Regions from separate parts of the Gossypium hirsutum genome. Here regions 1 and 3 are each linked to region 2. The links are chromatin contacts, called in public Hi-C maps. All regions are on one chromosome and are shown on one strand. The core of a region is the stretch at or near the end of the contact, and the rest is flanking DNA. Distances in the headings are between cores, read along the strand shown. Region 1 holds the start of LOC107916900 (adenylate kinase 4). Region 2 holds the start of LOC107916626 (ATP-dependent DNA helicase Q-like 5). Region 3 holds the start of LOC107918232 (F-box/kelch-repeat protein At1g67480).

Region 1 (3,022 bases), core at 76-2,575, 290 kb after region 2:
CCAACTGAGTCAAGGCCTCATTGGCCTGAAGAATCCGGTTTTACATATTCCTAGAAAGTGCATCATCATATTTCAAAAACACAACCCTAAAACCTGCAGATCCCTCTTACATATGTGATGAAAATTGATGGATCAGGTAATGCATCAGTCCAAATAAATGAGCCTTAACCAAAAACTCTTTTAAGTATATCAAAGAGAATGCGTGTCATATCCTTTATTTGCTTAATCAACTCAAAACCGTTTGCAAACAAAGACAAAGGTATAAAGATCCAGCCGGAGCTTGCAGATTCATTCTGTATCCATAATAATTTAATAGAAAAGATAAATGAAAAAGGAAACCTACATCATCAAGACCAGGAACTTTGGGAGGTGCAAATTTGGTGTGGTAGGTTCGGCCGCTAGAAGGATGAATCCAACGACCGGTGATCCTCTCTTCCAATATGGAATCATCGATGGCAAAGTTCAACACCTTGTCGATCTTAGTTCCCTGCTTCTCAAGCATCTCATCAAGCTATACATCAAACATAAGAAACAAGATTAAAAGACCCCAAGAGTAACCCCAAAAGATTAAAAGGGAAATGAAAAGAAGGGCACCTTCTGTGCTTGAACCACAGTCCTTGGAAAACCATCTAAAATGAAACCTTTTTGGCAAGAGGTTTTCTTCATGGCTTCATCAATTATCCCAACCACCAAATCATCAGAGACAAGTTCACCCTAACATCAAACAAAGCACATGTCCTAATATTATACTTCACAATTAGATTAACAATGGATCTGACTATCCAGTAAGGGGAGAGATATGATGTTACTTTATCCATGGCTTCTTTGGCTTTAATACCAAGAGGTGTTTTGGCAGCAACTGCAGCTCTGAGCATATCACCTGTGGCTAAATGGCACAAGCAGTAATCATCCTTAATCATAGGCGACTGTGTGCCCTTTCCAGATCCAGGGGGGCCTGCAATTCATTGAATTTTGTCACTTCAATCACCCTAAGAAAAAATTGAAGCAAACAGTAGAAAAACCAAGAAACGAACCAATGAGAATGAGGCGTTTGTCTGGTTTGGAGGAGCACTTGAAACGGCGAAGTAGCTCAGTCATGATATCAACGGAAGCAACATCCTCCAAAGCCACAGCAGAATCCGCCATTTTCTTTCTGAAAAAATATTACTATGAATGTTATACACAACACCAAACTGAAAGACTATATGAAGAGGAAGGAGGTAGGTGGAACCATTGAAGATGATGTCCTGTTTTTTTACCTTCAAAGCTTTTGGTAAGAGAAGAGAGTTGTTGTACTGGCTTTTTAAGGTTTAAATTAGAATTTCAATCCCTCTAGTTTATAAGAATTGATAAATTAATTTGTTTACTCTAATTTATTAGAATTTAGTTCTCATATTTTACAAAAATTGACAAGTTAGTCCATTTGCTAAACCTTTTTGTGATATCATTAGTCTAAAAATTAACAATTTAATAACTTACTAAATTATGTCACATTGACAATGTGTGTAAAAGAAAACATTTTATTTAAAACATAATTTCTTTTAAAATTTGTTCAACAATGATTATAGGCAAAGGAGTAAACAATGTGTTTATAAAGCTTATTAAACATGTATCCAATCATTAGATATGTGATTATTAGTTGTTTAAGTATGAAAAGACAAAATCTTCAGAATAATAGTATTTATCATTTAAAAAAATATATATTAATCTTTTTATAACTTAATTGGTATTAAATTAACTCAAGATATCAACTCAATTAAAGGTTTTATAATAAGTATAATAGTAAAAATCAACGGATAAACAATTTACATGTAAAAAACTCAGCAAAAATTAACTGTTTAAGGGCACATGCTTATCAACAACCGGATAAATTGTAGTTTTCTAAAATATGAGGATCAGATTTTGATAAATTAATTCATTTTCATAAACTAAAAGGGTGAAATACAGAATAAAACCTCTTTTTTTAATATGGAAACGCCGCCCACTTCCCAATGTTTTTGTTTCCTTTTTTCTGTTTTACCCTCTTGTCCTGCTTCAAATTGCCGCTATTGTCCTTTACCACTACAACTGTCCATGTCCCTGCCTTCCTTAGGCGACTTTGGGCTTTTTGACATTCTCGAGTTTTTCTTTCTTTTCTTAATTTAATTGTGGATAGTTTGAATTCAGCGACGGGCCCGTTCAGTAGTCTACCTCCTCAAATACTTAAAATATTTATTTTTCTTTTACTAGTTTAATTATATTTTTGGTAAGCGATGACTTAATTATGGTTTAATTTCACTTTCACCACCCAATTATAAAAAATTTTAAAATAATTATTCAACTAATTGAATTTTTTTCAATTATCTTTTTCCATTAAATCTTTGATAGATTGATGTCGTGATAGTTTTAAAATTGATATAATAACATATTTAACCCTTAACGATTATATATTTTATTATTTTTATTCTATAATATTCACATTTTAATATATTTAATTCTATAAAATGTAACTAACACAACTCGAACTCAAGTCACATTTGGGGCGATGAACACTTTAACCATCAAGCCAACACATAAGATTCACTTCATTTTTAACTTTTATCAGTATTCTACTTTGTTAAAATGAAGTATCATATTTTGCTCATTTATGATTTTTAATAGAATTTTATCATTTAATAACACTTTCTTTTCTGACTATACCTTAAAATCCATTTATTATTAAACTATCATGTTTATTAACTACTTCAAGACATGGAATCAAGTTTTAATTCACTTATTCACCTCATCTATTAATTATACTAATTCTTTAATTCAAAATCATATATAGCCCTCTCTATAACAATCACATGTTATAATAATATTTTGCAATAAAAATCAAGTTTCTAGTAGAATTGATTTTTTATATTTTATTTTAAATTATAGCAACAATATCCATGGTTATGAATTACATTTTTTATTAAATTAGTTCTTTATCATGCTAAAAATCTTAAATAACTATGGTGGAGATGATGGAAATATGATTTCTTACCTTAATTAAAACTTC
Region 2 (2,760 bases), core at 34-2,533:
ATTGATTTTTACCTGTCATATCAGTTGCCCTTTTTTATTTTAACACGAATGATAAAAGTGACCAAACTATAACGTGGGTACTAAAATTGTAACTTTTTATTTTGAATACTTAAAATGAAAAAAAATTATAATTAAGTGATCAACTATGTAGTTTACCCGCAAAATTTTTAAATTTTGAATGTATTCACTGTATAAAAATTTGACATATTAAAAGAAAACATTTGCAAAGGGAAAAATTGTAACATAAATCCCTCCACATTTTATATAATTTTTAATGAAGCTCTGAAAATTATATTTTTATAATAAGTAATTATAATTTTTAAGAAAGGTCTTTTAAATTTATCACTATTTTTGCTAATTAAATACGCTATTAAGATGAAGTAGATTAGAGATGTTAATGGGAAAGAGTGGACTAGGTTTAAGCCTGATATCAACATACTTTATCCTTATTCAAGTTTGTCCCGAATCGAAATATGAGTTTAAAATTTTACCTAAGCCTGTCAATATTTATAAAAGAATAACTAAGCCCATTTTAAACTAGCTCATATTAATTTTTAATTTTTTTAAAAAATATTTATATATACGTTTTGACATTCTTCATGTCCATTTTACGGTCCATGTTTAGTGTTTGTGGTTGCCCCTCCAAACAATATCATCTTCAAGATTCGAACTTAAATCTTTCTCTTAAGAGTGTAATATGTCTCACTATTGCATGCAATCACTTCTTAATTATATTATTTTAATTTAATATTTAATAAATTTATATATTTTTTATTTATTGAAACTTTTTATATATTCACTCTAATATTATTTTAATAGTTACATTAGAGTAGTATTATATATTTAGTATAAAAATTTTTATGTGTTATAAATTACATAATATATCAAAATAACATAATATAAAATATTATAAACTTAAAATCAGGCTGGTTTGGACTTGAGTCATAAATGTTCAAGCCTAAGCCTGACCAATATTTTAAACGGATCTAATATTTTTATTTAAGCCCATTTTTTTCTAAAATTTTTGTCTAATCCTTTTTAAAATTTAATTAGACTTGAACAAATAACCTGAGCCATAAACATATCTAAAATAAATCTACGATAAATTATTCAATAGTCATAATATTTAAATTTATTTAACAATTTTCGTTTACTAATTAATAATCAAAATAAAATTAGAAATAAAATCTATATATAAAAATAAAATTTCACGAACAGCCTACTATTGTAATTTAATTAATTCGAAGGGATAAGTAGTATATGTTATATTAAAATAATAAAAAGAAGCTTTAGGCGGGAAATTTTAGCGCAAAAAATTGTAAAGCGGCTGAGGTCTCCGCAGTCGGCCATTCACCGCCTCTACTTGTCTCAGTGACTCAGTTGACAGACATGGACTACGATTCAGACTCCGACGGATCACATATATCAGCCACTCCTCCACGAGACCCACTCCCGCGGCGGCCACCGCAACCGCCTCCAAAACCTCCTACCTCCTACAAATCTACCGCAAGTACCAAACGCTCCTCTCATTTGGATATCATTTTCAAACTCAAAAAGCCATCTTCGTCGAAACACGATAAAATCGAACCCGTACCTGAACCTGAACCCATTCAACAACCGGACCTCCCTTCTCCAGTCGGTAATTTTCCCTTCCAGATTCGCCGTCCGTCGGATCAACCCCATCCAATCTCCATTGGCCGTTCCCTTGAAACCCTCCCCGCCGGTTTCTTCTCCACGCGTCGCGCCTCCTTCTCCAAAATTTGTAAACCTTCCCTCAATTTCGAACCGGAAACCTCACCAGAAATAACCGCCGAACCTAAAATTAATGGCTCTGACGGCCTGGGTTCTACCAAAACTTGTAACAAGAAGCTTCCTAATTTGATCAGAGGAGATGCCCCTTTACCCCCAGTTAAATTACAAAAGCGCAGCGAAGAAGGTAACTTCGTGAGGCTCAATTTCAATGGCTATAAACGCAAGTTCACAGCCAAAGGTAAAAAGATGAATAGTTACTCTTACAAATCAAAGTACTTCAAAAGAAGCAAGAGAAGAGTCAAATCCGAAGTCGATACGGGAAGCCTTTGCGACGAAGAAGGTTTAGTGTCGGAAATCAAGTTGCAGTCGAAAGCAGAGAAACCGAGTAGATGCGAGTCAGTTGAAGCGGCGATTTCGGCGGTTCGAAGCGCGGTGTCGGAGGAGAACCTGGTGAGGTTGTTGAAAGCTATTTATGGCTACGATTTGTTCCGTGATGGACAGTTGGAAGCGATCAAGATGATTCTTGCTGGCAAATCAACGATGCTAGTTTTGCCAACAGGAGCTGGGAAGTCGCTTTGCTATCAGATTCCGGCAGTGGTTTTGCCGGGGATTACGTTGGTGGTGAGTCCATTGGTGGCTTTGATGATTGATCAATTGAAACAGTTGCCCCCTATGATTCAAGGCGGTCTCTTGTCTAGCAGTCAGGTAGAACTGGGTTATTTCTCTCATTAAGAATTATTAGTAACTGATAGGTGGTATAATGTGGTTTTTGAACTCAATAGGGACCTGAAGAGGCTGCTGAGACACTGAGGATGGTTCAAGAAGGGAGCATAAAAGTGGGTTTACCGCTTTAGAACATTCTTGGTGAATATTATGTATGTTGGAATTTTGAATTGCTTTACTGCCCCAAAACTAATGTTTTCATGGGTTGTGTTTTAGGTGCTCTTTGTTTCACCAGAAAGGTTTTTGAATGCAGACTTTTTGTCAATATTTTCTACTCCTAACTCT
Region 3 (2,761 bases), core at 178-2,677, 420 kb after region 2:
TTAATATTTAGTATATTAAAAGTGTATTTTTTTAATTTTAAAAAATTAGAGTGAAAATATAAAAAAGTAAAGCCAAATCATTCTCCTATATTAGACTTGACTTCTTTTTTTTCTTTTTACCAGGAAAAGAATTATTTGTCTGATGTCACGAAATAAACGGAGGCTTAAAATGAAAGAAATAAATGAATAAATAATGATGATGATAATAATGATAATGAGATGATTAGTGAGTGGTGGAACCCTCTCGCCCTTTTCTGCCTTGCTTTTTCTATGCTTATAAATTCTTTCCCTTATTCATGGCTGCTTTGCCTCAAAACACTCTCATCCCCTTTTACGCCTTTCTTTTCAACACCAACCCTTTTTCATTCTCCTCTTTTCCAGGATCTTCAAAGGTAAATCCCCCTTTCCTCACACCTCTATATACATTGCCTCCTTTCTCCTTTCTTTTAAAATTTATGTTCATTTAGGTTTTTTTTTTCCTTTAAAAATTTTAAACCAAAAAAAAAAATATTTCTTACCAGGTTAGAGAACCTGTTGAGACGTGAACTTGGGGATCTTTTTAGTGTTTATCTTCAGATCTAACGTGTTTCAATAGTATTATTGCCAGACTGTTAGGATTTTGGATAAGAACATTCGGCTGTCTTCCTACCCCCCCCCCAACTTTACTTTCCAGGAATCTGGGTTTTCTGGTTGTTGATAGATGATTTGTTGGTCTGCTGCCTTTTACTTTAATCCTTTTGATTCTATGATATCATACATTTCATCTTAAGAACTCATCTGTTAATTTTAGTTGTAGTTATTTTAATTTAAGTTAGGGTGGTTGGGTAGGTCAAGTCAAGATCTGGGTTTTACAAGTTCAGAGATATATAATAAGCCCCTTGAGTTGTTCGCCCCTTTTGTGTATCTACCACCGCAAATAAATTAATACCTTCTTTTTGCAACATGTTAGAGTTTTAGGTTTAGAATAATAGAAAGGAACACTTACTTCACCACTACCACCACCACCACCATTATTATTATTATTTTGTATTTCTGTTTGGCTTTGGGTGTTTCCCAGCAGTACATAAGTCACTGCTGCCGGCCTGGAGAATCATGATCAAAACAAGTTGTCTATTTGAAGACAGAATCGCTGTTATATGAACTGGATATGTATTGGTTGAATTGACCTTTCTTCATTTTAATTTATATATTCAGGTGATTACTGGTTTCATCATAATGGAAGTTATTGGGGGCTAAAACTTCTGAATTTTATGGCCTTAAAAGGTATTGATTTGACAATGACCGTAGAGATAAGCTATTGTTTCTTTGGTTTCCTGTCGGTAAGCTATTGTTTCTTTGGTTTCCTGTCTTCATACTAATTGGTTATGGTTTTACAATCTTGCATTTAGTTATTTGGGCAATGTGTGGGCAACGGAACGGATACAGAGGTGTGGGAAAAGCTTTGCAGAGTTCAACAGGAAAGAGGGCTTTTGGCATGGAATATGAATCAGATTGGACTAAGAATAGAGTTTCATCGGCATTTACAGCTCAAGTCATCCGTTCTGCTACATCACTTATGCCTTGGAGTTGTAAAATCCCTATAGGTGATGGATTTCATGAGTTTCTTTAATTAGTTGACTAGCATTTATAAATATTGACGCATTCTTTTGGGAAAATATATTTGTACCGCATACGAGAACCATCTAGAAAAAAATGCCTGGTTTTGTGAGAGAAAAGAAGAGAATCACAGAACCCAATATGTGTCTCAGCTCCCCGCTTATGCCAGATCATTCAAAAGGCAATCACCGTTCACCCTCTCAGGCTACTGATGAAATAGAAAGCCCGTTGCTTCCAGGGCTACCGGATGATGTGGCCAAGTATTGCCTTGCTCTAGTTCCTCGTTCTAGCTTCCCTTCCATGGGTGGTGTATGTAAGAGGTGGAGATCATTCATTCAAAGCAAAGAATTCTTAATGGAACGAAAGATAGCTGGAATGCTTGAAGAGTGGCTTTATGTTCTAACTATGGATTCTGAAGGAAAGGAAAGCCACTGGGAGGTTTTGGATTGTTTGGGCCAGAAACATAGGCTTCTTCCACCAATGCCTGGTCCAGAAAAAGTTGGATTTGGGACAACTGTCCTCAATGGAAAGCTTCTTGTACTTGCTGGCTATTCAGTCATCAACGGAACTGCTTCTGCCTCTGCAGACGTTTATCAATATGATTCTTGCCTCAACTGGTTTGTTTTCCATTTTCACTTTTTATATGACGCTTAATATTTTGTCTTGGACTTCTTATTGGTTTTAACACATCATCATAATTGCAGCTGGAGCAAACTAGCAAACTTAAATGTTGCTCGCTATGATTTTGCTTGTGCGGAGGTAAATGGTGTGGTTTACGTCGTTGGAGGCTATGCGGTTGAAGGCGAGAGCCTCTCCACTGCAGAGGTGTATGACCCTGACACAGATAAGTGGACACTCATTGAAAGTCTACGTCGACCTCGCTGGGGTTGTTTTGCCTGTGGATTGAACGGAAAGCTTTATGTCTTAGGTGGTAGGTCAAGCTTCACTATTGGAAACTCGAGGTTTGTTGATGTGTACAACCCTGAGAAGCAGACTTGGTGTGAGATGAAAAATGGGTGTGTGATGGTCACTGCCCATGCTGTGCTGGAGAAGCAGCTTTTCTGCATGGAGTGGAAGAACCAGCGGAAGCTGGCAATATTCAACCCAGATGACAATAGCTGGAAGATGGTTTCGGTGCCATTGACAGGGAGCACAAGTATAGGGT

What was found. Hi-C and Micro-C count contacts between places; a contact is called where the count stands out from the background.
Region 1: a Hi-C map of leaf shows a contact between it and region 2, with 2.4 times the contacts expected there. The contact joins the promoter of LOC107916900 here to the promoter of LOC107916626 in region 2. A contact is called at or near these places in 7 of 34 Hi-C or Micro-C datasets (callus and leaf).
Region 3: a contact with region 2 is called in a Hi-C map of leaf, with 3 times the contacts expected there. The contact joins the promoter of LOC107918232 here to the promoter of LOC107916626 in region 2. A contact is called at or near these places in 11 of 34 Hi-C or Micro-C datasets (hypocotyl, leaf and petal).

Annotation. Positions count from the first base shown.
Region 1 is chrA01:95,286,747-95,289,768 of Gossypium_hirsutum_v2.1, reverse strand. LOC107916900 (adenylate kinase 4) reads right to left here and starts at 1,325. Exons shown (of 7, transcript XM_016846271.2): 1 at 1,260-1,325; 2 at 1,035-1,153; 3 at 810-955; 4 at 595-714; 5 at 344-511. The coding sequence starts at 1,146.
Region 2 is chrA01:95,577,147-95,579,906 of Gossypium_hirsutum_v2.1, reverse strand. It overlaps LOC107916626 (ATP-dependent DNA helicase Q-like 5), which reads left to right and starts at 1,283. Exons shown (of 21, transcript XM_041109657.1): 1 at 1,283-2,457; 2 at 2,535-2,588; 3 at 2,692-2,760. The coding sequence starts at 1,390.
Region 3 is chrA01:95,158,227-95,160,987 of Gossypium_hirsutum_v2.1, reverse strand. It overlaps LOC107918232 (F-box/kelch-repeat protein At1g67480), which reads left to right and starts at 1,427. Exons shown (of 2, transcript XM_016847770.2): 1 at 1,427-2,213; 2 at 2,301-2,761. The coding sequence starts at 1,693. It overlaps LOC107918230 (mannosyl-oligosaccharide glucosidase GCS1), which reads right to left. Exons shown (of 22, transcript XM_016847769.2): 22 at 629-2,761.